Linked DNA regions of Mus musculus: regions 2, 3, 4, 5, 6 and 7 are each linked to region 1. Evidence: chromatin contacts called from public Hi-C and HiChIP or PLAC-seq data. All regions are on one chromosome and are shown on one strand. Each heading gives the region's core, a stretch centred on a gene start, on an enhancer-like site or on the middle of the called end of the contact. The rest is flanking DNA. Distances are from core to core; before and after follow the strand shown. Region 1 holds the start of 4930447M23Rik (RIKEN cDNA 4930447M23 gene). Region 2 overlaps Pip4k2a (phosphatidylinositol-5-phosphate 4-kinase, type II, alpha). Region 3 overlaps Pip4k2a (phosphatidylinositol-5-phosphate 4-kinase, type II, alpha). Region 4 overlaps Pip4k2a (phosphatidylinositol-5-phosphate 4-kinase, type II, alpha). Region 5 overlaps Pip4k2a (phosphatidylinositol-5-phosphate 4-kinase, type II, alpha). Region 6 holds the start of Otud1 (OTU domain containing 1). Region 7 has its middle 78 kb from the start of Gm33592.

What was found. A called contact is a pair of places that touch in the nucleus more often than the background predicts. HiChIP or PLAC-seq counts read pairs in DNA pulled down with a chosen protein or histone mark.
Region 2: a contact with region 1 is called in an H3K4me3 HiChIP or PLAC-seq map of embryonic limb bud, with 5 times the contacts expected there. The contact joins the enhancer-like site here to the promoter of 4930447M23Rik in region 1. A contact is called at or near these places in 3 of 484 Hi-C or Micro-C datasets (bone marrow-derived macrophages, cortical neurons and nephron progenitors), 3 of 115 datasets of contacts at active chromatin or transcription factors (bone marrow-derived macrophages, embryonic hindbrain and embryonic limb bud) and 1 of 9 other capture datasets (embryonic stem cells).
Region 3: a contact with region 1 is called in a Hi-C map of cerebral cortex, with 3 times the contacts expected there. The contact joins the enhancer-like site here to the promoter of 4930447M23Rik in region 1. A contact is called at or near these places in 1 of 15 datasets of contacts at CTCF or cohesin (pro-B cells), 2 of 484 Hi-C or Micro-C datasets (bone marrow-derived macrophages and cerebral cortex) and 1 of 115 datasets of contacts at active chromatin or transcription factors (bone marrow-derived macrophages).
Region 4: a contact with region 1 is called in a Hi-C map of bone marrow-derived macrophages, with 18 read pairs. The contact joins the enhancer-like site here to the promoter of 4930447M23Rik in region 1. A contact is called at or near these places in 2 of 484 Hi-C or Micro-C datasets (bone marrow-derived macrophages and nephron progenitors), 2 of 115 datasets of contacts at active chromatin or transcription factors (bone marrow-derived macrophages and microglia) and 1 of 9 other capture datasets (embryonic stem cells).
Region 5: a Hi-C map of bone marrow-derived macrophages shows a contact between it and region 1, with 22 read pairs. The contact joins the enhancer-like site here to the promoter of 4930447M23Rik in region 1. A contact is called at or near these places in 3 of 484 Hi-C or Micro-C datasets (bone marrow-derived macrophages, double positive thymocytes and nephron progenitors) and 2 of 115 datasets of contacts at active chromatin or transcription factors (bone marrow-derived macrophages and microglia).
Region 6: a Hi-C map of uterus shows a contact between it and region 1. The contact joins the promoter of Otud1 here to the promoter of 4930447M23Rik in region 1. A contact is called at or near these places in 1 of 484 Hi-C or Micro-C datasets (uterus) and 1 of 115 datasets of contacts at active chromatin or transcription factors (bone marrow-derived macrophages).
Region 7: a contact with region 1 is called in an H3K4me3 HiChIP or PLAC-seq map of bone marrow-derived macrophages, with 6 times the contacts expected there. The contact joins the enhancer-like site here to the promoter of 4930447M23Rik in region 1. A contact is called at or near these places in 1 of 15 datasets of contacts at CTCF or cohesin (pro-B cells), 4 of 484 Hi-C or Micro-C datasets (the G1E-ER4 cell line, bone marrow-derived macrophages, double positive thymocytes and 1 more) and 1 of 115 datasets of contacts at active chromatin or transcription factors (bone marrow-derived macrophages).

The regions. Positions count from the first base shown.
Region 1 is chr2:19,342,651-19,346,482 of GRCm38.p6, reverse strand. It overlaps 4930447M23Rik (RIKEN cDNA 4930447M23 gene), which reads right to left and starts at 2,166. Exons shown (of 4, transcript NR_126563.1): 1 at 1,364-2,166.
Region 2 is chr2:18,840,959-18,844,790 of GRCm38.p6, reverse strand. Pip4k2a (phosphatidylinositol-5-phosphate 4-kinase, type II, alpha) reads left to right here. Exons shown (of 10, transcript NM_008845.4): 10 at 331-2,535. The coding sequence ends at 408. Among named protein-coding and RNA genes, the nearest start is that of Gm33534, 36 kb to the left of the region's middle. Within about 2 kb of position 2,115, at least 5 of the 459 cell types and tissues checked have an H3K27ac peak or open chromatin away from gene starts, as enhancers often do. A contact at or near this core is called in embryonic limb bud, where this site is marked.
Region 3 is chr2:18,914,205-18,918,036 of GRCm38.p6, reverse strand. All of the region lies in intron 1 of Pip4k2a (phosphatidylinositol-5-phosphate 4-kinase, type II, alpha), which reads left to right. Among named protein-coding and RNA genes, the nearest start is that of Gm33534, 37 kb to the right of the region's middle. Within about 2 kb of position 2,141, at least 73 of the 459 cell types and tissues checked have an H3K27ac peak or open chromatin away from gene starts, as enhancers often do. A contact at or near this core is called in cerebral cortex and pro-B cells, where this site is marked.
Region 4 is chr2:18,950,347-18,954,178 of GRCm38.p6, reverse strand. All of the region lies in intron 1 of Pip4k2a (phosphatidylinositol-5-phosphate 4-kinase, type II, alpha), which reads left to right. Among named protein-coding and RNA genes, the nearest start is that of Pip4k2a, 46 kb to the left of the region's middle. Within about 2 kb of position 1,893, at least 85 of the 459 cell types and tissues checked have an H3K27ac peak or open chromatin away from gene starts, as enhancers often do. A contact at or near this core is called in bone marrow-derived macrophages, where this site is marked.
Region 5 is chr2:18,974,348-18,978,179 of GRCm38.p6, reverse strand. All of the region lies in intron 1 of Pip4k2a (phosphatidylinositol-5-phosphate 4-kinase, type II, alpha), which reads left to right. Among named protein-coding and RNA genes, the nearest start is that of Pip4k2a, 22 kb to the left of the region's middle. Within about 2 kb of position 1,804, at least 45 of the 459 cell types and tissues checked have an H3K27ac peak or open chromatin away from gene starts, as enhancers often do. A contact at or near this core is called in bone marrow-derived macrophages, where this site is marked.
Region 6 is chr2:19,655,570-19,659,401 of GRCm38.p6, reverse strand. It overlaps Otud1 (OTU domain containing 1), which reads right to left and starts at 1,671. Exons shown (of 1, transcript NM_027715.2): 1 at 1-1,671. The coding sequence starts at 1,340. Gm3230 (predicted gene 3230) reads left to right here and starts at 1,505. Exons shown (of 1, transcript NR_033642.1): 1 at 1,505-3,596.
Region 7 is chr2:19,082,620-19,086,451 of GRCm38.p6, reverse strand. No RefSeq gene overlaps it. Among named protein-coding and RNA genes, the nearest start is that of Gm33592, 78 kb to the right of the region's middle. Within about 2 kb of position 2,196, at least 6 of the 459 cell types and tissues checked have an H3K27ac peak or open chromatin away from gene starts, as enhancers often do. A contact at or near this core is called in the G1E-ER4 cell line and bone marrow-derived macrophages, where this site is marked.

The sequences.
Region 1 (3,832 bases), core at 917-3,416:
TGCTCTGCCAGACCCTGGACACCCTGTGCCCCACCCTCCCCCAGCTCTGTTTTCAGTGCATGCTCATGTCCGTGTTTCCCAGTGATCCCTATAAAACTGTGACAGGAGTCTTGAAGCCAGATGTGCAATTACAAACTAAATGTTGGTGTCACACCCTTGATTGGTCTTTCAGGGCTCTTGCCTCAATGACAACCTTTTCTTTACCCAGCCTGCTAGGCTTCTCTCTGGCCTCGTACTCTCTTCTGTTAGTAAGTCACACAATTTCCAAGAAAACTTTTGATCCCCGGATGCTGCAGCCCCTGATCACTTGATCTGGCCCTACCCCATGCCTGGAGCAGTCTCCACTGACTTCTCCACATTGGCTCCATTTCTTTCTGGACAGACATGGAAAAGTGCCCTTTCTGGGGACATGCCAAAGTTCCCTTTAGTCCTTCTGCTGTCACTGGGAAACCTAAGGTCCTCAGATTTGAGCAATTTAAGAATCAGTATGGATCAAAGAAGACCAAGGCATACCTACTGCCTACATGAACCTGCCAGAACAAAGTAGTCATATCTTTATGACCTGGCATTCTGACCCTCAATCCTGTACTTGTGAAACTACTATTCCTGCCTTACCCTGATGTTGAGCCTGAAACCCAGGTGGGATCTCCCCCCCCCCTCCCCCCGGTCTCTCACAAGCAGGCAGTTATGGATGGAGGTGTTCCACTAGCTCATGCAATGCTCCCATCTGTATAACCTGCCCTTGCAGGACTGCGTAAGCTCTTGATACCAGGACATACTGCTTTCCCCCAGCCAGCACTCGTTTTTGTGATGTCATGATGCTGTTTTCCAGAGTTCTAGGTCATGGCAACCTGACTTTGGAAGTCATGAGTTAAAGCGTGTGTTTGCACTCTGAGCTGACTGTACAGAACAGGTCTCAGCTGGAACAGACAGGCCACTGTGGCACAGGCTTGCATTCTCACTAATCGAAGGGGGTGGCAGGATTGTGAGTTTGAGGCCAGCCTGGGCTGTATAGTGGGATCCTGTTGAAGAAGATCAGAAAAAGAGGGAGAGATGAGTGGGGAGCAGGACGAAGAGGAAGAGGAGGAGAGGGAGGAAAGGAAAGGGAGAGAGAGGGGAGGGAGAAGGGGAGGAGAAAGGGATGGGGAGAGATGTCCAGCAATCATAGGAGCCAAAAACTGCCTATAGTCATTCTGGGACCTTCTGAGCCAGCCTAGCAGTCTGGCCAGGTGCATCTTCCCCCCCCCGCCCCCCCCCCCCGCGAGGGATTACTGTCAGATTTAGAATAGAGAAATCATCTCACAAGTGTTCTAACCTGAGCTCAAGCATGAAGCGGCAGGTGTAAGAGGATGGCAACCCTCACCTACGGCAGGGCCCACTCCGCTTCTGTGCTTTGCCCCTCCATCTTGTTGCATCCTGATTTTGTTGCCTGGTTTTGTGTCCGGAGATCTTCATAGGCCAGGTGAACATCGCAGTGAAACGCGGTGGCTTTGTGCATAAGGGCTTCATTTTTCACAGCCATCCTTCTAATAAAAACTGTTTGAAGAAGGAGAGATTGAAGGTTTCTGAGGTTTAAGCCAGGTTGTCATCTAAATCATCATCTCTTCTGGACAAAGCAGCCATTGTCTGCGGGAGTTGGCATGACGGAGAAACCACAAGAGGGCGCACAAAGCCTCGGAATAAATGCTTCGTCTATCCTGGACGCTAAGGAGGCAGAATTGCCAACCCCAGCGCTGGAGGACTCTAACTCCTCCAGACATACGAATGTTCTAGAAGCCCTTCGAGGATGTTTTCATGGTTAGATAAAGAATAGCACTGCAAGTGCACAGAGGGGAGATGTAGGAGGAGTGTTGAGAAGAAAGGGAGTGATTGGCAGGAGAGAAGGGATAAGACAGGAAGACCAAAGGCAAGGAGAGAGGAGAGCCGGGTGGGTGGGAGGGACGGGTGGAGAGGAGACAGGAAAAGGAATGTCGCTTTTTATAGGGCCGAGAGACACGGAAGTCTGGTGTTTCTGTGGACCAGATGGTGTGGCAGGGGAAGGGACCAGGCTGCGGCTTCTCTGGGGGAGAAAGCTGGATGTCTCCCAGGTCTATGAAGTCTGAAGTATGGCGTGAGCTGTCTGAGTCTCTCAAGGGCTTTCCCAGCCTGTTTGCCAGCCTGCAAACTTACCCTTTCTTTGTTGTCACTTTAAAGTCACAACTTGCCTTGACCATGAACATCCATCCTCCTGGCAAACAAGGCCTCATTTTGACGTCAGCAGGCCATGAGGCAAGAGAAGGTGGGCCTGGTAGTAATGACTCCCAGCTGCTTCACGATCACATTTTATTACTGATTATGTAAAACTTTGAGATAATGGAAAAGGAAGTAAGTGGTTGGTTTTTGTTTTCCATTTAAAAATATGTCAGTCCAACAAGAATGGGTAATATTTTGCAAGCTCTTCCTGTATTTGGGGTAGAGATGTAACCTCTAACATTCAAGTGGCATGGGGAAGGAACTGGAATTATCTCTGTCACAGAGGTGAAGTGACTCACCCAAAGACACTTCGCAAGCAGCAAAGGCTGACTTCTGAGCCCAGATCTTGCAACTGCAGAGCCTGTAGCTTGACTAAAATTCATGTCTGTCCAGTGAGCCCAAATTTAAGAATCTATTTCCAAATACCTCTTTGTCATCCATGAATGGAGTTCTTAAATATCTTGACATTAGGACCCCTGTATAGTGTGTGTGTGTTTTAACCAAGTTTCTCAGAAAAAAACCTACAATCTCCATTGACCTTTTTTACAGAAATGATTAATTAGTTACAACAGACTACTGTGATTGGAGTGTTTTAAGCCCTGAGGCAAATTATCTTGGACTACTTTGGTGCCCTAAATAGTCAATTTTTTTGCCTGTTCTGAAAACATCCTGTAACTATTAGGTAAATCATTTTAGAATGTGCTATCAGGTCTCTGGCTTCCACTGATTCAGAAGCCATGAGGCTCAGCAGATACCATTTGAAACCTATAGCATTTGAAGCCTATAGCAGAAATGTCCCACTTTTCGGTAAGTACCTAATTCATGAAAAATGTCTTGAGTTATGACTTTCTTTTGTTGTGTTACTATAAAAAAACTTCATGAATCTGCTGTCATATTGCAACATGGAATCTAAAGTAACCTAAATCGGTGTTCCCAGGCCATGGTTACTCATATTTGTCTCCAAAATAAACTATCTCTTCTCTTTGAGATGAAGGCTATGTTTTCTACTTGACAGCAAAGTGTGACAGCAAAGTGTGTCCCATAAGTGTGTGTGTATGTATGTGGGTGAGCAGATGGGTGAGCAGGTGAATGGGCTGGTGGTGTGTGTGTGTACAGAGACCTACATCAGTATCTTTGTCCCTCACTCTTCACCTTGTAGTTTGAAACATGGTCTCTCACTGAACCTAGTGCATATAGATTGGCTTGACCAACTGACCAAGAAAGTTCCAGGGACTCTTGTCTCCTTGCCCTAGCATTCAGGCAGATACTCTGCACACCCAACTTTTTACAGGACTTATAGAGATGCAAATGGAGGTCCTAATGCCTGTTCTGACCATTTACCTACTAAGTGAAGATTTTTACCTGAGAAATTGCCTCGGGTTGCCTCTGTAGCTTTTATCTGTCTTTATTTCCTATATTATAAAATTAAAACAGGGAAGTCCCAATATTGAAACTTTACATTAAAAGATTGTCAGGCCGGGGGAGGAGGCTCAGTCAATAAAGTGCCTTCCATGCAAGCACAAGGACCTGGGTTCAGATCCTTCAGGTTCACAGCATCTTCACAAATCTAGAATGCAGCCATGTACAGCCTTAATCCCAG
Region 2 (3,832 bases), core at 866-3,365, 500 kb after region 1:
CTGGGCCTCATTTTCACTCACAGATTCCTAGAAGTTTAGATTTATTTGTCCAAAGGGCAGAGATCCTTTGAGTAGTGGTTTAAGAAGAGAGGCCGCTTAGCTGTGTTCTTAGCTTTAGGGTTGGGGGTGTGGCTTTCGTTGGTGAGGTGCTTGCCAAACATGTTCAAGGCCTTAGATTCAGTCCCCTGCTACCAGCTCCCCACAATAAATGGCTGTCTTAATGTTCAGCCGCTTTTGGAAATAGCTGTAGAAACTGAACGGTAACTTGGGGCGATCATGAGCATTCTTTATCCTTCACGATCAATATCCTTTTCCTTCACCACCCCCTAGGCTGGAGCTGAGATCTCGACTGTGAACCCAGAGCAGTATTCCAAGCGCTTTTTGGACTTTATTGGGCACATCTTGTAACCTTCTGCACAGCCCCGGATGGGCATGAACTCGGGAAGGCTGGTGGTGGCTTCAGGGTAGGAAGAAAAGGAAAACCGAACCCCAGGAAGCGCTCACCTTGCAGGAAGCAAGCCTTGTTTACATCTTCAAGCTGACATGACTGAAGTTGGGGGCTACTCGCTTTAACAGCTACCTGATATTTCCCAGCATCGCTATTTCTGACTCTGTACGTGTGCACACACGTGCGTGCACACACTCTCGCGCACATTTTTTTAAATAATTAATTAATTAATTAATTAAAACTGATCAGCTTGAATCAGAGCTTGTAACAGCCAGACCCCTCTGATTCCAGCTGTGGCCCCACGGATAGATGAAGAGATGAGCCCGTGGGGGAAGGGAACGGAAATGCACCTCAATGCAGCACCACAAGAGAAACTGTAGATCAGTTTGTTTTCTGACTTGAAAGATATGAGATTGTTCATCAGGGTGGTGGTGGTGGTGGTGATGATGATGATCATGCTCATAATGATGGTGATTAAAAGAAAGAAAATTTTATATCAAATGTTACACTTCTGGCCCACAGAAAGACTACTCTGAATAGTGGTTACCTAAGCCCACAGCCCTGGTAAAGGGATACAAGCATCTCCCTGTGTACTGGTTCAGGGTTCCCTCCTAAACTGTCAACATCCCCAGATGTCCCAGGCTAAGCCCTTCATCTTCCAAGAGTCTGATGCCAAGAACCTGTCAACAATTTCACCTCCAGGAAAACCACTTGCATTTCTCTTCTCGCCTGGAGCCCATCACTGTTACCATCCTTAAGTTGCACTGCAGAAAGTCACTCTGCAAAACAGATGTAAAACGTCCCTGAAAGGTGCATAGTTTGGGGCAAATGCGGCTACATCTCCCAATGCAGGAAGATGAGCAGGGAGTTCAAACCCTCCAGTGGCCGAAGGCAAACCCAGTTATGGTTTATGTTTAGCCATTGTTTAGGAATGGAATTTTGTTATGAATTATCCCTTTAACTGAAACCCTCAGTTTTACTGTTTACATGGTTAGAGAAACAGGGATATTTTTGAATCTAAAAATTTAATATACAGCATGTGATTTTTGAAGTTTACATGTAAAGCCATTTTGCAGTGTAGGGAACATAATGTTTGTTGTGTTTTGAGATATGTCTTGCAGTTGTGTTTCTGAGTGAGTGTTTTGTTGAGAGTACTTAGTAGACAGTCTATCACATAAAAGCAAAAGGATTTTGTTCCTCAAGATGTGTATTTATCAATCTAGTGGGGTTTTTTTTCTATAAAAAAATTAAACTCAAAATCTGGTTATGTAAGTTCATTGCCCTAAACTGTGCTGATCGTGTGTAACTGAGATTAAAAAACAAAACAAAACAAAAACCTTCCAGCATCAATTATGTATCTTCCAACTTCCCTGCATTCCTAAAAGGCCTCAAGTTACAGAGTCCTAGATTTGCTTAGAGTCCATTACCAACTTACACGCTGTTTGGCAGCTGTGCCTTTAAAAGCCCCTGTCTCAAATGTGAGATGGTTTCTGTAGGCAGTTTTAGAAAGGAAAAAATCCACCCTTCAATAATTACAAGTCAACAAGTCCCCTGCCAGGCTGCCTTCCCAGTCACTTTCCTTTTGGCCTCTCCAGGTCCAGCTGTGCCCAACATGTGTGGGCTGCCTTCTCAGCATCTGGAAGCCAGCATCAGCACCATCTGACTCCTGTGTACTGACCTGCCACAGATGCATTAGCGGATGATGCTAACTCACTGTAACATAGTTGTACACATCTGTACCTGATGCATTTAAAATAACCAGTTGACTCCGTTTCCGGGCACTGTTAACTGTGGTGTCCGATCCGTTTGAGTGTTCTGAAGCTCTGCTCTTAACCTTTGATCCCCAAACTTACAAACCCGAGACCCTAAAGTTAAAAAAATGAAGGTACATATACATGATCTGAGTAACCATTTCCTCTGTGGCCAATCTGTATGCTTTTAGAAGTTTACAAAACTGCTTTGGTTTTTGTCTGTAACCATCTCTGTCATCCCAATAAGCTGTTTGGACAAGAGCGAGAACAGTGCTAACAGTGTGCGCTCGAGTCATGATCCGGGCTTTACGAATAAAGCACTTTGATGACTCTCTTAGTTTGGCTTCTCTGTGCTGGAGACGAACTGTGATGGGACTGGGGTGTCCCCAGTCATTCTGTGGAAAGGTAAAGGAATGTGGCAGCTTTTACCTCTCCAGGGCCTGACCTTCAATCTACAGCGATGGATGAGACACATAAACAACACATGGACTTCTTACCCAGCAATCCCAGGGCTGGGGATAGCTCACCAGGGAAAGCACTTGGCGCACAAGCATTAAGTTCCAAGTTAAGATCTCTACCGCCCACATAAATGCCAGGTGGGCATAGCAGCTAACCAGTAAGTCCAGCACGCCAAAGGTGGGAGAGACGGCATCTGACAAGCTAGACTCGCCATGTTGGCAAGCTGTGGGTTCAGTAAGCCAAATGAGGTAGATGTTGAGGAAGACTCTTGATATCAGACCTCAGGTTTTCTCACACACACACACACACACACACACAGAGAGAGAGAGAGAGAGAGAGAGAGAGAGAGAGAGAGAGTCAAAACTCAAGGTTCTCAGTGCCCCTCCATAGGTAGCACTGAGCTTTTGTGGAAGTAAATTGTTACAGTCTTCATGTATTCATGTTTTTAACCACTTAGCATGTTTGAAACTCATCCGCTGTTTACATGCAACACTTCTTCTTTCTTTGTCCTAGATGTCTGACTAGTGAGGTTTGGGCCTTTGAACTTCTAGTTCCAATTTTCCCAGAAGTTCTGGGGTCGCTATGGTTTCCACTCTTGCCCGTAGTAATTTTGACATGCATTTTTCTAAGAACATAAGTGCTGAGTTCATGCTGGTCAGCCAGGAGCTTAGTTCAGGTTTGTTTGTTTGTTTGTTTGTTTGTTTGTTTGATCTGAAGGTGTGGCCATGCCTGGCTTTTTACATAAGCAATAGAGGTTTAAACTCAGGCCCTCAGCTGGTACAGCAGACGCATCCGTCTCACCCACACGTGCACGTCATTTTCTTAAGGCACCGTTTACTCAGCCCTAGTTACATAATGTGGAGATTGTTTTGTTTGAATCATAAAATATTTTTCCCACAGGGCAGATGCTCTGCTGTGCCTTTGGAGTTCCTATACTCAAGTCATCTGCTCCTGTTATTTGCATCTTGAATTTGCCACTGAGACCTGTGTGTTGAGTACTCGGTCCCCAGTCCGTGGCGCTCCTGAAAGGAGGTAGAAACTGTGGAGGGTGGGAGTTTATGTGAGAAACCCAAATGAAAGCTTCACTGAAATCGCATCTCACCCCAGTCAGAATGGCTATCCTGAAGAACGGAAGCCTTTCTCCTGTCTGCAAGCACAACAGAGTGGGATTAAT
Region 3 (3,832 bases), core at 892-3,391, 430 kb after region 1:
TTATCAACCCCTGCCAGCTGTACTGAACTTTTATTTTGTTGACTTTCTTTTGTTGTTGTTGTTGTTGTTGTTGACTTTCAAATGATAAAATTATATTTTACTGAAAACTTCAAAATTGGCCAGGGGGTTTGTCCTTCTTTGGAAGTCCAACAGATACGTTCTAAAGCAGGTAGTAAATGGACCAGAGCTCTGGGACACACTTCTCACGGGCTCCGTAGAGCATTCTGTAAGGAGTTGTGGATGGAAGAGTTTTCATGGCTGGCCCAAGTGCAGTTGTTTTGGCAAGCTGGCAAACACGGAAACTTACAAATACCTGGTTTTTATACAACTCTGGTTTCAAAACTTCAGTTTCTCTGGAGGTGTTACTTTCTGACTTACTATAGAGTCTCACCTTTCCCTCCAAAAAGGAAGTGGAAGGACTATGTATGGGGGTTTTGCCTCTAGGTAGAATTCTGCTGAGTTGCCCCTCTGGGGACTGGCAGTGTTCACCAGTGTCTAAAGTGTCATGTGTGACTCATCCTGCTTGGCTTTCCACACACAGCCTTTCTTCAATGTAGCAGTCACTTAGCAATGCCAAGCCAGGGATTGCTAGAATCAACTTCAGTGCAACTAGGAAGCAAGCTTCCCCAGGGTGTGTAATTTATTCTATTTTTAAGTCTTGAAACATTAACCCTGCCCCAAGAGCATCTGCCAACAGTAGGTACTACCTGGCAGAGGGATTTGTGCCAATTTGATCTCACATTGGATTTTGTGCATCTTTAGCCACTTCTACGACGGTAAGAGTACAGAGCTTTTCTCTATAGTGTTGTACAGGAATCGTAGTGTTTGTGTGTTGGGGCTTTGCTGTTAATGGCACCTTGTATGAAGCATATGCACATTAACCATGAAGTTTAGTGAAGTCATTTGGTAGCTCAGTGTCACATGTGACACATTACTGACTTCAGGCCCTCACTGGCCATTCCTTCCACAGATCCTCAAGACCTCAGTGTGGATTAGGGGTGGGTTGTCATTACCAAATATAGTTGAAAAGCAACCCGTGTTTTACCTAAAGTCTTTCTAGTCATTTCTGTTGTTCTGAACAACAGTTCTTTATTCCACAAAGCATTTGTATTGACTGATCTAGAGAGAACCGAGCAAGGTCAGCTCCGCGGACCCCCCCTCCCCCGCCCGCGCCCGCTCGCTTGCTCACTCTGGGTTAGCAGTAGCTTGATCGGAGGTTTCTTTGCAGACTTCCCTTTAAGCACCTGCTTGCTTTGTGGGGTTTGTTTCACTCAGCTAAAGACAAGCACAGTGTGAATCTGAGGATCAGCCCGCTGATGCATCTGATGAAATGAGTGTACAGATCATGGCAAAGGCTTAGCATGTACACTTGACACATACACATGGGGAAAAACAAAGGCCAGCCATCTGGCAGCTTATTGATATTAGTTCATATTCCAGACTGAGTGAGGTTCTGGTGGCCAGTTGGTGAGTTCTGGGTGCATGGAGGGTAATGCCTATTGGCTGGTGGGTAGGTGGGTGGGTTACAAGCAAGGTAGCTCTTAATATTGCCTATGGTGGAATTTTTTCTCTAGGGCTTTTTCCCCCAAGGGGTGGGGGAGTGTCCTGGTGTCCCTAACAGAGTGGCCTGGACTGCAGGGAAGAGGGTGGAGGTTCAGGCCCAGGAGTTGGAGTACAGGTTCTGTTAACTCCTTGGCCCAGCTGGTATCCTGCTCTCAAACCCAGAGCCTCTTGGGACCTGGTCTCAAGGAATCAGCCCTTGTCTCTGCATGTGGAAGTCCAGCCGTGGAGACAAGGCAGGTGCCCAAGTCCCTGGCCCTTGTCTCTTCTGTCAGTAACAGTCTGCTTCCTTTCTGCCTGTTAAAGATTCTCTGTGGTTTCTCCTCTTCTGTCTGTGGTATGTTTGTCTTTGCCATGGGGTTGGAGTTTTTGTTGTTTTTGTTTTGCGTTGTTGTTGTTGTTTTCTGTTGGTTTGTTTTGGTTTTCATCCCCCACTTCCTCTTTTGTCATTCCAGTAGGGTTTCTGGAAGGGAAAAGAAATAAAAATGTAGTCAATTCATCAACTCCAAGCAGGAGTCTGGGAAAACACCATTCCTGGCATAGTGGTCGCTTTCCTCATTTTGTTCTGTGGGGCAGATCTTGGGTAGTGAAGCTGGCTGCGCTTCTGCTGTGTGCTTGGAAAGGAAAACAGGAGTCTAGCCTAAGAGACCAGGAATCCAGCTTTTCCTCTCTGGAATCTTAATGCTAGGCCGGCAGTGAAATCTCTTTTTTAAAAAAATCTCTCTGGGCGATAAATAAATAAATAAAACAAAACCAGACTCCAAACCGAATCCTTTCCCTTCATCTGCGGGTTTTACTAATGACGTCTGTGTGATTGGCAGGCTAAGATGCATGGCTCTCTTGCATTGCTTACTTTCTAAGCATATGTGTTTGACTCTGGAGGATGCCAGTGGGAACATGGTGTGACGAGCCAACTTACCTTCTGCATGGCCACTTGCACCTCATTCCCAAAGGACTGTGAGAGTTAGGATCCCTGCCAGAATGACTGTCAGCACCCCATTGTCCTGATAGAATCCTGACCTCACAGGGTACATGGAATGAGAGCATCCTCCTTACAAGATGGATTCACAGGAAGTCGTAAATTATTTGAGTATATTAGAGTGAGACCGAGAAGAAAGATGTGCTCCTTTGAAGCTTTCCAGATTCGTTTCTTTTTTCTTCTTCTTCTTCTTTTTTTTTGGTTTTTCGAGACAGGGTTTCTCTGTGTAGCCTTGGCTGTCCTGGAACTCACTCTGTAGACCAGGCTGGCCTCGAACTCAGAAATCCGTCTGCCTCTGCCTCCCGAGTGCTGGGATTAAAGGCGTGCACCACCACGCCTGGCTTAACCTGCCTATTCTAAAAGAGGCCAGAAATCCAGCTTTTTGTGTAAATTTTCTGAAGTCTGATAGACAAGTAATTAATTCAAGCACTTCCTAAATTACCCAGCTGAAAAAGTACATCATTTGACATCTCTTCTCAAGCTCATTTTAAAGGCAAAGGGTGAGATCAGGGGCCTCTGGGCCCTGAATGAAGAAGTAAAACCAGCCTCAGTCATGGGTCTCTAGACTCCAAGGCTGGGGTCCTTCTCAGTAGACCACGTTGTAACATTTGTTTTCATTGGCAACGTCTTTCTTAGATTTTTTTTTTAAACTCCATATGCTTCTGGAATAACTTACAGATTTCTGGCCTTAATTCTCAATTTAATGTTGGATTCTGTGTTTTATGGGTGGTAAATTTTAACATGAATCTATTCTTTGAGTTGGTAGTGAGCCAGCCACTGAGGCGTGTCCATCAGAAATCTCTGTGGTACTGGACTGGGGAGATGATGGCTCAGTTGGAAAAGTGTTTGCCTCACAGACAGGAAGACCTGACTCCAATTCCCAGGACCTACATTTAAAAAAATGTATATATTTATAATTGCTGTGTTAAAGGAGGCAGGCACAGGAAGAGCCCTGGCGTTTACACCCAGCTAACCTAGGTAACTTGACAAGGTCAGTGAGAGACTCTTCAAAACAACAAACTGGATAGCTCCTAAGGACTGACACTTGAGGTCGACGTCTGTATGTGCAAGTGTATAGATACACATGTGCACACACTACCCACCCACAGCATGTGGAGAGGGAACAGGTAGGGAAATGACTCTTGATAATAGAGCTTTGGGGCAATGCGTTGCCGGATGGTATACTGCTCCTGGTTTTATTATTATTTTAATCAAGTAGCCACTGTGCAAAAGATTGACTCGATTGCTTTTAGTTAAAAGGAAATAAAACCGTAAGTGACTAATTTAGGGTTT
Region 4 (3,832 bases), core at 644-3,143, 390 kb after region 1:
ACTTTGAGAGGCAGCCTAGCCATGTACCCAGTGACTGCTTTATAACTGGGTAGTCTGCTCAGATGTGGCCCAGAAGCATCCAGTTCATGCGGCACAGCTTTTCCTAAGCAGCCTGGGAAGACTGGAGTTTTGCTCTGAAATCAACTTACTGCTTTGTAGCATAGCCTGGGGTGCAAAGGAGTGCTGAGAGACATCTCTATGTGCTTCAGTGTTTCAAAGTGGCTTTTTAGAGAAAAATTAAACACATTACACAGAAATTCAGAGAACTTCACAAGTTCCCCCACACAGGAGCAACTATAAATTCTGAAAAATATGTCCTACTTCTGGAACGTTCTTTGGAAGGGTGTTAATGCTGTTCAAAGCTTTTTCCTGTGTTCTTTGTACAATTATTAGTCTCTGGAGAAAGGTATGTGAAAGACATAGTTTCTAATTAAGAAACAAAGGCCAGTATTAACTTGTCTAAGGGGAGTCCAGTTTCATAACTGATTATTTTGGGTGTGAAGAAAGTCCGTCCTGTGGATTCTTGCTGTCAGGAGTGTTCCATTTGTTAGATGTTGATGCTTTTATGACCACTGATTTTGTAAGTAAACCTCAGTCTGTTGGAAAAAGCAGTCAGGCGCTACAAACACGCTATTCCCTCCGTTCCTGTTCTTAGTTTTGGATGAACAGAACACATTGGGGCCAAGGGGTCAATAGTGAAATCTTAAGGTGTGTGCTGCCCTGGTTATGATCTGATAGCCATAGAGTCATTGTGCACTATTTCAGCAATGCTGTATTGTGTTTATACACACATCACAACCTTCTGTTGACTTTGCCCCAGGCGCTGTTAATTTGCAGCTGGTTAACAGAATGCCACAGAAATGACTTATTTTTCCTTTCCTTGCTTGTGGTCATGAGCAGTCTCTTTTCAGCATCTCAGGAAACAGGACCCACCTTTACCCAGTGAATTAACGTGTTTGACCTGATGGTTGAAGGTTTCATTCTGACTCCAGTGAGGGATTTTTATGCCAGGATTACATCTTTATTTTCTTTTCTTAAGTTATAGTGTGTTGGAAACATGGACTTTACCTAAAATTAGTTTAGTGGAGACATTATTATCTTTGTGCAGTTATGGGCTGTGGGTTTAAAATATGCTCTACTATAAATGAACAGCGAGTGGGTTCACCTGAACTCATAGAAGGGAAGAGGGAGAGGTAGTGAGGAGAAAGAGAGAAAACAGGACTGACTGAATGAATGCGTGCATGCATGAATGAACACCAACTGGGGATAGAACCCAGGTTCTAGTCCATGCTACATCAGCACTGCACTCCTGGCCACACCCCTAACCCCTCACCCCTGTCTGTCCTCCTCATGTATACCCCATAAAAAGACATCAGCGAAGGACTGAGTTTCTTGGAGAGAAGCAGCTACTGCCTGTTCTGTCATTCCCACCAGAGGAGCACTAATATCTCCAAAAAGCCCCGGGAAGATGTGTGTGGAGGGGGCTCATCAGCTCTGTCTATGTGAAGCTTTGTTTCCAGTGGGGCCTGTTTTAAAAGAGTGGATGTCCCAGAAAATGTGCTAAGAAGTTGAGAACATCACAGGCTGTGTGGCTGCATATAGCATTTGAAGACAAGCCAGCTGCCAACTGTTGCAAAATGGCTGTGTTCCTCCGTGTCTAGAATTTCCTTCTGAGATGCTTTTAGAAGCTTCTTTCTTCTCGTCTGTCTTTCCGTATTTGATGGTGGCTTTGGAGTTAGTTGATAAGTTTCCAAGGCAGGCTTCATAAATCAATACCATCCTGCTGCAGAGAAGCCCCCCGCCCCCCTTTTCCTGTGAGTTGGAGAAGGAAGCTTTGAGAGACTGCGGTTTTACTTAGGACTTTTATCTCAGGTCCCTGTCCCCATGGTTAGATGAAAAACATGAAAACTGCGGTTGGTAGTCAGGAAGTTTAATGTTAACGTCATTATAGCTACACAGTCTTGGATGCTTATTTTGAAATTCATACTAACAGTGGATAAAGCCCCACTTCTGCACTTCCACATGTAAACTAGCAGTTGTAGAACTTGAGATTGGGAACCAAGGCAATGAGAACAGAAACAGAACTGGGGTTGGAATTTGGAGAGAATAATTAAGATGTGTTCACTGGCAAATTGTTTTCCTTAATATACTTTATTAAGATTCTTTCTGGGAAGAAAAACTGTCAAAAATTTTAAATATGAAAAATGTAGTTTTAATTTCACAGTAATAATTGATAACCTGTTCCATAGATATAAAAGATATGGTCACTGGTTAGTAGGAAAATTTGTGTATATAAGTGTGTGTGTGTGTGTGTCTATGTGTGCGTGTGTGTTTCTGTGTATGTATATGTGTGTGTCTGTGTGTTTCTGTGTGTGTGCATTTGTGTGTGTATGTCTATGTGTCTGTGTGTATGTATGTGTATCTCTGTGTGTATGTGTGTCTCTGTGTGTGTGTGTGTGTGTGTGTATCTCTGTGTGTATGTGTGTTTCTGTGTGTGTCTGTGTGTATTTGTGTGTGTATGTCTATGTGTCTGTGTGTATGTATGTGTATCTCTGTGTGTATGTGTGTCTCTGTGTGTGTGTGTGTCTGTGTGTATGTATGTGTGTGTATGTGTGTCTCTGTGTGTGTGTGTGTATTTGTGTGTGTATGTCTGTGTGTCTGTGTGTATGTATGAGTGTATGTATGTTTCTCTGTGTGTACGTGTTTGTGTATGTATGTCTCTGTGATTGTTTGTAGTGTTAGTACATTGAAAGCAAAATAAATGATCTGTTAGTACTGAAGTAGCCGGTTAGGCTGCAGTGCATTCATACGATGGGAACATTTGTGTTAGGCTAGACCAACAATATAGGAGGGAGTCTATAAAATTCTATTAAGGAAAGGGAAGATCCAGAGAAAAATATGCCATACGATGTTTTAATATATCTCCAAGTCATATTTTAAAAACACAGACCATTTCCCTATGTTATTTAAGGATTAAGTCTAATTGTTTTGTTGTTGTTTATCTGCATCTTTGTGTGTGGATGTACGCACATGAGTGCAGAGGCCTCAGAGGCCAGACAAGGGCATCAGAGACCCTGAAGCTGGAGTTGCAGACAATTGTGAGCTGCTGGAAATGGTTTATGGGAGCAGAGCTCAGGAACTTTGGACGAACAATATGTGTTCTTAGTTGCTGAGCCATCTCTCCTCCCCCACCCCTGTTGTTTCCTCATTGCTACATTGGTTGTGAAGTAAAGTGATAAAGTCAGATAAAGAGACAGTTATTTAGTCATATAGTTTTATGTGTATTTGTGTTTTGGTGTAATAGATATATAAATGAATATATGCATATAAGAATTATCAGAATATTAATGGAGACTGTCTTCAATATTGGTAATATAGAAAGATGTTTATATTTTTCCTCATTTCCTTCTCTTTGAATTTTCGAAGAACCCATAGTTATATAATGCTAAAGAAAATAAAGCTTTGTGGATCAAGGGATGAAAGATCCATTATGGATGATTGTCGGTTCTTTGCTGTATATAAAACAAACAAAAACCAGTTCTGTGTCTACAGTGTTAGGAGACTCAGAAAATATCCATGGGCCTCCAATAGTAAGGTGGTATTCAATTCATAAAGTTAAATATTCCTTTTGTGGTGAATCTCTCAAACATCACCAGTTCGTGTCAAAAATCAAGGTAGCTTAGTGATACCAAACCTTTGTTTATAAAGCACACAGATAACAGCCTAACAATAGAAGGGAGACTGGAGATCGACCCACACAAAAATGGCAGTCAGAAAGAAAGAATGCAAACACATGGCACAAAAGCATGTTACTGTGTGTTATTAACACAAA
Region 5 (3,832 bases), core at 555-3,054, 370 kb after region 1:
TTCATTTGCATTTTTTGTTTTTATGTTTTTCGTTTGTTTTGTTTTGTGGTTTTTCATTTTCATTCTGGTGATGGAGTTCTATAGATTTTTATGATCTCCCTAAAATTTGTGTGTGTGTAGAATTTAAATCTTTTGGGGAATACACAAATTACATCACAGCAGAAGGGGTCACATTTACAGGTTATTGTGATTAGCTGTGAGCCCAGCCCAGCATTCTTGTAAACACACACAGACATGGTTGGTTGGTTGGTTGGTTGGTTGGTTGGTTGTTGGTTGGTTGGTTCCATGGAGTGGAGGCCTTGCTGTCTTAAGTAATCCCTTGTCTAAAAAGTGTAGAGATATATTCTAAACATGAATGTTGAGAAGTGTGGAGACACTGTCTAAGCATGAGTGTGTCTTTAAAGGCTTTTAGCCTGGGGAGCGGAGACCATAGCCATGTGTGTGCTGGACGAGTGATCGCTCTACCATCAAGCTCCACCTCTAACCTGCAAACAGAGCTCCTTATGGGCCCTTTGAATCTCCTGGGGAATTTGCTTCCCGCCCTCCTGTATCCTGACTTCCTGCATTCCCCAATATATTCAGATCTCTCAAGGGTGTGCTCTGACCAGTTTCCACGCCCCTCTGTGCTAGTTAGTAATCCACTGCCTCCTTCAGCATCCACCCTTGCAGGCCAGCTTGCAAGTGTACGTTTGGAGCAGAACTCAGTTATGAGTTAGGTCCAAGTGCTTTGGTGTAGAAAGGTCTCTGCAGCAATGGTTTTGATAAGCCAGCGAGGTGCTTTCCCCCCACACTCAGCCAACACGGGAAGAGAGCAGTAATCTTAAGTGACATTCTAAAATGGAAAGAAAAGAAAGAGATGAAGGGAAGCTAGTGCGTCCCTTTGTCATGTTCTTCTCCTTTATGGTTAAAAATTCCGAGTGAATATTTGATCAAGTTTATAGCTAGTGGGGGTTATTTTCTTAATGTGTTATGTGTTAGTGAGTATTACAAAGCATATTCTGATGTGTCTTTGAGTGGTGTGTTCACATAGTTTCAATAGAATTTAAATTTCGCTATCACTATGCGAGGTCCTTTCTAAGAAGCGAGAAGATGAACATAAGCATCGCTGTAAAGAATAGTTACCGTAACTGTCCCACAGCAACCAGTTCACTGGCTCACTCTTTCTCCCCGGCAGCTTTTAGGACACTGACATTATATTGTCTTTGTATTTTCTTATCTTCCTGTGCATTTTTCACAATGAAACTTTAACTGTTTTGTTTTTGTTGTTGTTACTATTGTTGCTTTTGAGAAAAATACAAACCTTTAGCCTAATACTTGCTATGTAGACCAAGCTGGTTCACAGAGATCTGCTCGACTCTGCCTTCCAAGCTTGTGTGTTAATATCCCCTGCAGATTTTAATTTGTAATGCATAGTTTTATGTTAAGGACGGTTTCATGTTCTGTCCATTGGCTCTAGCCTTTACTGTTGTAAGTGCTGCTGCTGTCTGGGTAACATTTACTCTTATGTTGACTGACCCCCTAGGACACAGTGTCCTTCATGGGAATTACATGGTGAAAGTGTAGGCATACTATAGGGTCATGACATGTGCTACCCTACCACATTCTAAAAGATGTCTTCGTTTTAGAGTTAACTTCTTCACCCTGTGTCTTGCTTTGAATATTTCAAAGTTGAATACCAGTAAAGGATGCCTTTTGTTTATATATGGCATAACTTTTGCTATAGTTCTCTATTTCTAATGACCTCTGAAAGCCTAGTGTTCCTAGCTGCAGCACTGTGTGGGTGGTGGTAAAGAATTGAGCAAGTGCCTGATAAAAGGAAGTTTGGTCTGTGGTACTTGCCCTAGAAGGAGATTTTGTGGCCCTGGGTCCTCCTCTCTTAGCCTTTCCTCTTTAGTTTCTTCTCTTTCTCCCATGGAGGGAGCAGGTCTTGTACCAGATGCTAGGTAGAAATAATGCATCATGATGGATCGGCTCCACAGGCCCAGAGTAGCCAGGTAACCAGGAGCCAATAATCCTTATTTTGAAGTTGATTAATTCATATATTTTATATGAATGCAAGGGATTCATATATTTTCTCACAGGGATGCAAGGCTGACTCATAGACTCTAAGATCTCTGTTCATAGGAATTTTCTCCAGCTCAACAAAACTGGAACATATATGTGTGCTGTGGAGTGTCAGGGCTGGAGGTGTGCGCTCTGCTTCCGGGAAAGCAACCTGGCCTGAGGCTGACAGTGGAGGGAAGCTGCTCACAGTTCTTTTTGGGTTCTCCTGGAGACTCTGGGGGTCTTAAAGCCTGCTCTCCTCCCCTCCCCTCCCCTCCCTCCCCTCCAGTCTTTCTTTCTTTTTGTTTCCTGGCAGTTAGCTGGAGAGAACAGTGGTGGGCAGGTATCAGCCAGAGGTGGATAATCTTCCAGGCAGATGGTTCCTGAACCCCAGAAGAACGTTAGCAGCATTTACAGTTGGTGTGTGTTGCACTCGGGCCAGAGCATTTGATGGCAGGAGTTTGTAGCCAGCCTGACCACTCAGCCCTGCACTTGACCTTTGTATGATTCAGATGAAAATGTTCAGAAAATTTAACACGACATCCCTTTGGGTCCATAATTAGAGTGTGTGTGTTTGCTTTCAGAGGTTGGATGCTGTCATCTCTCTGTGGTCCTGTCAGCCTTGGCTGTTTGATTCAGTGTGTGCCTGCAGTGTTAGATACATCATCTGATGTTAATGAGGTAGTCATCTGATACCGCAGCTCCTTCCCCAAGCTTGGTGTGGCCAGACAGGGAAGGGGAAACAGTGAGAAAGACAAGTACATGCTTATAGACCAGAGCTCCATGGAGATCCACGCTTCCAGTGTGAGGATGTGTTGCTACAACCTGGTAACTGTCACTGCTACTTACAAGAATCTAAGAAGGGCTTTAAATAGAGCCCTTGCAAAACTTCTTTTCATAAAAGTTGAGCCTCAATTGATTCTCTTTTATTTTTAATTTCATTTAATTAAAATCTTTTCATTTTATATGTATGGGCATTTTGCCTGCATGTGTCTCTGTGTATCGTGAATGTGCCTGGTGCCTGCAGAGGCCAGAACAGGGCATATGACCCTCTGGAATTGGAGTTACAGATAACTGTAACTTGTGGGTTCTGGCAGTCAAACCTGGGTCCTCTGAGAGAGCAGCCAGAGTTCTAACCAGCTGAACTGTTTCTCCAGCCCCCTGATTCTTACTTTTTTATAGTTTAAAATTAAATAAAAACAAAATTAAAAGTCCTCTGTAAAAGATGATAGTATATATTTAGCTTGGACAATTCTAATAAAAAATTATACTTTATTTTGTTGTCACTTAAAAATACAAATGTTGGCATAAAACAGAACCTCCAGGCTTTGGGAAGCAGGGACTTTTCAGTGTGAGTGACTTAGGTACTTTTTCATTTGTTTAAAAGCAGAATCTCTAAAATTATGGGTCTAAATCTCTTGTGCCCTTTCTGTTTTTAAGAGGTAGAGACAAGAGTATACCTTGTTTCCTCCCACAAGACTTCCAAAAATTCTCATATTAGAGAACTATTTTGGATGGATCAATTTTCCTGTAGCTGGAATGATCAAATGCTACTTTAAAATAATATATTTCCATTTTTGGATCTTCCAAACGAGACACCATTGAATACTCAATTGATCGGGCTACTTATACAAAGCAAAGACCATTGCGATGGTGTGTTGTGTATATTAGAAAGTTTTCCGTAGAACTTTTAGATGCACCAATTGAGAGGAGATGTATAAGTGGCTACCTGAGCATGGACCCAGACAAGGATGACATTAGGAGACTCACTAATGTGTAAAGGGAGAAG
Region 6 (3,832 bases), core at 422-2,921, 310 kb before region 1:
TACATTTTGGACAGGGATATGGCCATGGACTTGGCAAGTTCTTCATCGCGTTTTTTCTGTATCTGGGTTTGCTTGCACCAATTGTCATACTCTGGGTTAGGATAGGAGTGGTCAAAAACAGCATCATAGTGTCCATTGCTGAGCCAACTGAGCCAAATACTGGGCCGTAGAGAATCCTCTGGGCCCAGATAGTGGATCATGGTAGACACGGTGGGGCTCTCCAGCCTCCCTCCAGTAGTTAAGTGTATATTCACATTCAGCATCTGCCCCATGGCCAGCAATTCGGGATATCCGGCCCACGCCCCATCTTGGGCAGCAGCGATAATAAACTCCCCCACGTCGCCCTCAATGAGTGGGCTGAAGTGGTCCAGGTGGTCCGCGATGTAGTGCACGGTCTGCTCCCTCAGCTCCCGGTGCAGGCTCTGGTCCCCGTACACAGTCTTGCTGACAGCTCGGTAGAGGCAGTTGCCGTCGGGGATGATGTGGAATCGGTACTTGTTTCTCTGCCTCAGGTACTTGTCCTGCCTCTCCACCTCGGCCAGGTACAGGGCTAGCTTCTCGTCCCTGGGATCCGCCCGGGACGTGCCTACGGCTTCGCCTTCGCCGTTCTGGGCCGGCTCGCCGCTGCTCCGAGCGGGTGCCGGAACCGGGTGAGCCTCGGCTTCGGGATCTTGCCGTCGGAGCGCGTCAGACCCGGAGGCGTCGCTGCGACCGCTCGCCCGGTCCCAACCCCGGGAACTGCGCTCCGCCCGGCGCTCTTCACCCCACGGGCCGGAGCCCGGGCCGGCGCCGGGCTCCGGGCCGACGGGGGCCGGTGCAGGGGCCCGGTGCTGGGAGGCTGCCAGGGCCTGGCGGTGCTCGCTCAGTCGGAAGTTCCTGTCCGGAGCGTCGCGGACGGCGTTCGGGGCCGCGGGCTCGTCGGGCCGGAGCAGCTCTTCCAGCAGCCAGGCAGAGGAACCGCGACGCGGCGGCGAGGGGGCTGAGGGTGGCGGCAGCAGGAGGCGCTCGGCGCCCAGGGCCCGCACGGCGATGTGCGCCGTGGACGTGAAGTGCGGCGGCAGCGGCGGCTTGCTGCACGCGCCCGGCGGGGCGGCGGCGGACCCGGACCGCTCGAAGCAGGCAGAGAAGGCGGGCATGGCAGCGGCGGCGGCGGCTTCGCGTGGTTCGGTGGCCGCGGCGGGTGGGCGCTCTCCGGTATCCGGCTCCGGGGCCGCGGCGGCGGGGCTGGCTGACTGCAAGGAGACCTTGAAGGCGGCGGCGGCGGTGGCAGGCGGGGCGGCGGCCGTGGGCCCCGGCGTGCCCGCAGGGTAATGGGTGCACACGCTGCTGTAGAGCTGCATGGCCGCGGCCGCCCGCGGCCCCTTATAGCTGCGAGCCCGGCTTGGAGACACACCCTCGGGCGCAGTGCCCCGGAGCCCGAGAATAGCGCTGAGCTCAGCGCCGCGGGCCGCCGCGTCAGGAGCCGCGAATAGCGCCCGGGCCGCGACCCAATTCGTGCTGCGCCACAGCGCGCGGGCGGTCCGAGGGCACCGGAGGGCGCGCGCTCGGCCGGGGACTCGGGCGTAGGACGCTGGCGCAGCTGTGCCCCGCGCCGGCCGCTGGGGACGGTTGGAGGAGCTGCCCGCTCAGACGAGCGCCGCCCGCCCGCAAGCAGGAGTGCAGCGCGCGGATGGTAGGAGGCGGGGCCGCGCTTGTTTACCTCAGGCCGCGCGGCCGCGTCACGTGGTCCCACAGGAATGCGCGCCCCATTCAAGCGGGGCGGCCCCGCCCTCCAGCGGAGACCTCATGGGCGTGGCCGGGGAGGGCGAGGCGGGGGCTGGACTACGGACATGCGCATTGAGTGCGCTCCCAACCTGACTACGGTTGCTGGCTGCCTGGTACCTGGGAAGCAGATCTGTGGGCTATGCGGCTGTCCTGCTGTGTGACGCTGTGGCGGGACCAGCGTTGCTGGGGCAAACAAATAGGTTGGAATAACGTTTTTCTAAAACACTTCCGGACTAGGGACTGAGCTCTACCTTCAGGGCCAATGGCATTCAACTTCTTGAGTCGTTTCCTCCAGTTAACGTGTTTGGGTCTGGTCTACACGGTCTTGCTGCCCCGCTAAGCAAAAATAGACGTTCCTGCACTGCTAACTTAAGTCACCTAGGAAATGCAAGGGCGAAAGGAAGGCTTTTCAACAGCCTTCCTTGGAATACCAAATAACATGCCGCCTTAAAGCCTTTTGAAAGTAGATCGCGACTGTTAAACTTTGAGGCAAGAGGCACACAACCTGTTTTCTGGAACAGCACAGCAAAATGAAATAACAGACTGAACTGTGCTTCCTCTGCAACGGAAAGCCAGAGTGTTATCAAATTGGTACCTACTTGCAGTAACAGTAGCTTTTGCCTTATTCTGAGTTTCAATCCAATTTTAAATTTAGTTTCCAGATATACAGATTGAATTGGAGACTACTTCTTGGTATGGAAAAACAGCCTGCAGGTTGTACTACCTGCGCGCCACCATTCTGCTTGGAACATAATTTATGCTTGTTACTAGGGTCTCTCGTTGGGGGTTCTTAGTCTCCTTAATCAAATAAATTTAAAATGTTCAAAAGGAAGCTCGGGGGGGGGGCAATTTTACTAGAGTTTGAGAGGGTAGGCAATCTGCTAATCTTGGCAGGTGGCCAGAGAAGGGAAGGGGGGGAAAAAAAAGAAAAAAAGAAAAAAAGAAAAAAAAGCCATGCCCTTTTAAGTTAGGACTGGAAAAGGCAGGCCAGCAGGTTCAGCAATGGAGTTTGGCCAGCGGTTGCTCAGGGAAGGGTTGGTGTAACCCGCCTATCAAGACTGGAATGGGTGTATACTAAACAGATATACTAACCCTGTTATTTACCCCATTGGGAAAAAAAAAAATGGACACCTCTCCCCCCACCCCCACCCCGCCTCCGTACACTGATAGGCACATATGCCTGCACACACATTAGAATTCCTCCTAGGGATCTATCTCCTGCTGGGAGGGAAAAAAAAAAAAAAACCGGCTGAATCCCTGGGGACATCCAGAGAAGAAACTTATCTTCTGGAAATGACCTTTCAGGAGAGATTTGGAGCTGAGAAAGGAATGGATTGGGGACCACATTTGCCAGTGTTTAGTTAGGCAGAGCTTTTGTTTTGTATTTGAACCTCATCCTCAGGAAACCCAACTCCAAGGCAGAATTTGTGGATTAGTAAGATCTCTGTGTCCCACTTTCCGATGTGGCCACATTGAATAAATCTCCTTTTCTTTTTCTTGTGGCTTTCTTTTCCTTCATTAATTTGGCACTTTTAGCTGCCTTACTGAAGAAGGATGGCCGAACTTGAGTTGGAACACAGTTTGTAACCCATAATTCTAGTAATAGTAGCTTTAGAGAAAAGTAAAACGGCACAGAATGTCCATAAAAGCATGCCTGGTATCTTCAAGCAAACAATGCAAAAGAGGAAATGACCCTTTTCTGAATGAGAGCTCAGAAGAGAAGGCAGGCCAGACCACAGGGCTGTTTTCCAGAGAAGGCCAGTGGCCACAAGGTGGGCAAGGTCTTCTGGGAAGGGAATGTATATTATCTTATTAAATGAATTATTATCCTCCTCGTTCTCCATTACATAGCTTAAATCTATAGTACCTCCATCCTGGGCTGAGCACAGAATGCTCGGATTCTATTCTTTTGACCAGGAGAAAGTAGCTTTGTCTTAATGTTCTTTAACAAAATATCTACCTTTTGCCTGGTAATTTAAGTCAGAAAGAGGTACTTCCCTTTGTAGGTGTTGGGAAGGTGTGCTCTGAAGTTCTGGATTCCTAATGCTTGAGTGAAACGCCATCTTGT
Region 7 (3,832 bases), core at 947-3,446, 260 kb after region 1:
TTTCCTTTTTAGAAACACTCTTTATTTAATTACCTCTCTATAAAGATATAATTGGCCAGACACACTAGAGAAATGGTTGATAGGTTGGTGCTAGATTGACACGTGGGTATTTGCCTCACATAGATAAATATTTTTACTCACTTTATCTCAATAGACTCTGAGCTCTCAGAAAGACTTCATAGAGAAGAGGAAGAAGGGGAGGGAGGGGGAGGGGGAGAGAGAGAGGGGGGGGAGAGAGAGGGGGAGGGGGAGAGAGAGGGGGAGGGGGGACTTAAAAACCCTGGACCCAGTACTTCATAAGGTGTTCCATCTTATTTATGAGACAGAGTCTCTTGTGGAACCTGGAGCTGAGGGATCATCAGATAGACTGGCCACCCCCAACCCCCATCCAACCCTGTCTGCTTCCCAGTGCTAGGATTAAAGATTTGTGCCCCTTGCTGGCTTTTACTGAGGACCACTTCGGGTCCCCATACTTCCACAAGATGAGCTATCTTCTCAGCTCTTGGTGCTTAGCAATTTTATCTTTACCAAAAATAAACAAACAAACAAATAAATAAACGTTTGCCTTAACTGAATTCAGACCTCAACTAATGACAGGTAAGCTAGGTACCCAGAAGGGGGAAAAACAAGAATGTCAAAGGAAGAGAAAAAAAGATTGAAAGAGCTATGTGGGGTGATTTTTTTTTTAGCGTCAACTTTTAGTTATTTTAAAATTTAGCTGAAGTTAATTTGCAAATTAACAGATAGTCTGCTACGTGGCACAAGCTTTCCTGTGGTGCTGCCCTCAAGCCTGCAGCATCACCGAGTATCCCAGGTTTGATGCCCACCCTACAGCTTGTGTGGGGTCTCAGAGGTGACAGCTGTGTTGAACTGTGCTTTTGGAAGCATGGTTTTGTCCAGTCATGACGTTTTAAGACATTGCAAGGAGAGCTGGTGTTTATCTCTCTTCAGGAGGAAGACTGGGCTATCAGCTGTAGTTCAGACTCCAAAATGTCCTGATGCCCATACAAAATTTAAAGAACAGGATCGGGGAAGATGACTCGGTGAGTAAGAAGACTTACTTTGCAAGCACGAGGCCCTGAGCTCAAATCTCTAACATGTTGATAAGAAGCTGGGCATAGAGGTGTGTGTCTTTAACCACAGCATTGGAGGACAGATACAGGCAAATCCTGGAAGCTCACTGGCCAGCCAGGCTAGCTGAAACAGCCAGCTTCCAGCTCAGTGATAAACACTGTCTCCATCCAATAAGGCAGTGTACACTAGACAAAGACACCCAATATTCTACTCTATCCTGCACACTTATGCATATGAGCACACACATCCCACATGCACATATACACGCAATACACACCATACACAATAAACAAATAAATAAAAATAAAAATTGAAAAACAATTTGGGAACCATATTACATTTTCTCTTAAAAAAAATAAAAGTTATATTCTTGGGCCAGTAAGGTGTCTTAGTGGGTTAAGGAGCTTGCTGCCAAGTCTGATGACCTGAGTTCAATCCCCAGGACCCACATAATGGAAGGAGAGAATCAATTCCTGCAAGTCGTCCTCCACACTTCCACTATCTGGCACATGTGTGAAAATGCAAAGTACATAAATAAATTCAATTCAATTTTGTAATGAAAAACTTGTTTTAAAAAACTTTAAAAGAAACATTGACTTCTTTGCTTTCTCAAAATGTTAGTTCATCAGCTTTAGGCAATTTATCACCTAGCTCTTTTCCAAGAACTTACTCCATACTCTCTCACCTCCTGCCTTTCCATTGGAGAAAACAGTAAATGGCAAGTCTAGGTGTCTGAAGCCAGGCATGAGGGTTCATGGAAGGCAGAGGCAGGAGAACTGACACAAGTTTGAGGTCACCCTGGTCTTACATAAAAATCCCAGACCTGCCTGGACAATAGAGGGAAACCTCGTATTAAAAAAGAAATGTAGGGCTAAGGCCAAGGCTTTCCTTAGCCATGTTACCTATTGCTCTCCACTTTCTACTAAGGAGAGGAAATAATTTGGCTCTCTCTTCTCATTGTGTTAATTCTGAATGAGAACTTATTTTTATCATAAATTACTCACATGAAGAAAAAGACGGTTTAAGTAAATAATGAAGAAAATTTCAAATAAGCTATCTGGCTTCCTAAGGATGTTCAGCGTTTTATAAAAGCAACATTGACTCAGACTGGCATGACCACTGCAGGAAATAGTTTGGTGGTTCCCAAAAAGCAGATTTTCACTGAGTGCATGCCCCAGACACTTCTGGAATCTCTCCAAAAAAAAAAAAAAAAAAAAAAATGAAGACATGTGTATCTGAGGATTCGCTTACAGATGGTCCCAGCAGAATTACCCATGCAAGCCCAGGAAAACAGAGACAAGTGGCAAGTCTGTCACCTTTAAATGATATACAAATGGCTGTGTGTGTCCACACAGCCAGAAACTCTCCTGTGATAGAATGAAGGAGTTCTCATGCATCCAATGACATGAACGGACCACAAGAGCACTGTGCTGAATATGTACGACCTCCTGATGTAGCATTTCATTTATAAGAAGCATCTGGGGTGAAGAAAACAGACTGATCAGTTTCTGTCTGGGAGTGGAGATGAGTTGAGCCCATCTGTGAATGGGAGAAGCTGTGGGATCGTAGTAAGGACCTAACCTGGAACGGCAGTACTTACTGTCTCATTGCCCTATCAGAATACCAGTCATTGGGTAATTTATAAACCAGTAAAGTTAGTTAGAGTTGTTCGAGACTCAGCCCAAGCTTGGGCAACCACCTGCTGAAGCCTTCATCCTATGCTGTAACCTGGTGGAGGTACAGAAGGAGAAGCTGTGAACCAAGAGAAAAAACACTAGGGTCAGCTCAGTCCGGAGCACTTTGTTCTCACACTAGTGAATGCCATACAATGAGAGATGGGATAAGCTGGAATACCCACCTAACTACCTCTTAAAGGACCTTTCTACCACCCAATATCCCACAGTGGCAATCGGTTTTCAACATGAGCTTCTGAGGGGCCACATCACATTCAAACCACAACACTACTTAGAGAGCTGTCAAAGCAAACATCCCAACAACATTCCAAATGTACTGTCACAGAGAAGAGAAGCCAAAGGGTGAATCCTGGAGGCCTAGGAGCTCCGTCTTTGACACTGCCCTCCAAGGCAGAGACCAGACAACGAGAACATTCCAAACAGTTCCTGAATTCTTTTCAAAGATTTGCTTTGTGTAGTGATTTTTAAAAAAAAATGAAAAAGTGATTCTGAAATGATTATAGATACATTATACAACTGAGCAACAAATTGCTTGTTATTGTGGAGGTTCAGGGGTCTGACTGAAAACATATATACATATATGAATATGCAAGAGAAGGCAAGAAGAAGGAAAAACCTGTATGTGGGGTGAGTAGAAGAAAAATATTGGGGCATGTGTACAACTCAGTGCGAGAAAATCCTACCTGCCTGCACTGGTCCCAGGTTCCATTCCTCACCCTGCGGAAACTAAAAGGAGACAGAACAAAAAGAAAAGAGGATGGGAAGAGGCCTCATTGCTTTAACTTCTAATTTGGAGAATGCGCAAACTCCATACGAATGCACACTTGCCTGTTGGTGGGGGGATTCACCTCCCCGCCATGAGAAAAGGGAAGCCAGTGAGTAGGGGCTTCATTAAATTTGGGCACTTAAATACTTCAGTATAATAGTAAATTATCAATTATCAATCTTTGGAAAACAGGTTTTTTTCTCATGAGTTTGTACCAATAAATATGTGTAACTATGGAAAAGGAAAGGGCTTCCTTTCAAAGTAACTTCCAAGTGTGCAGTGGTAAATGAGGAGAGAG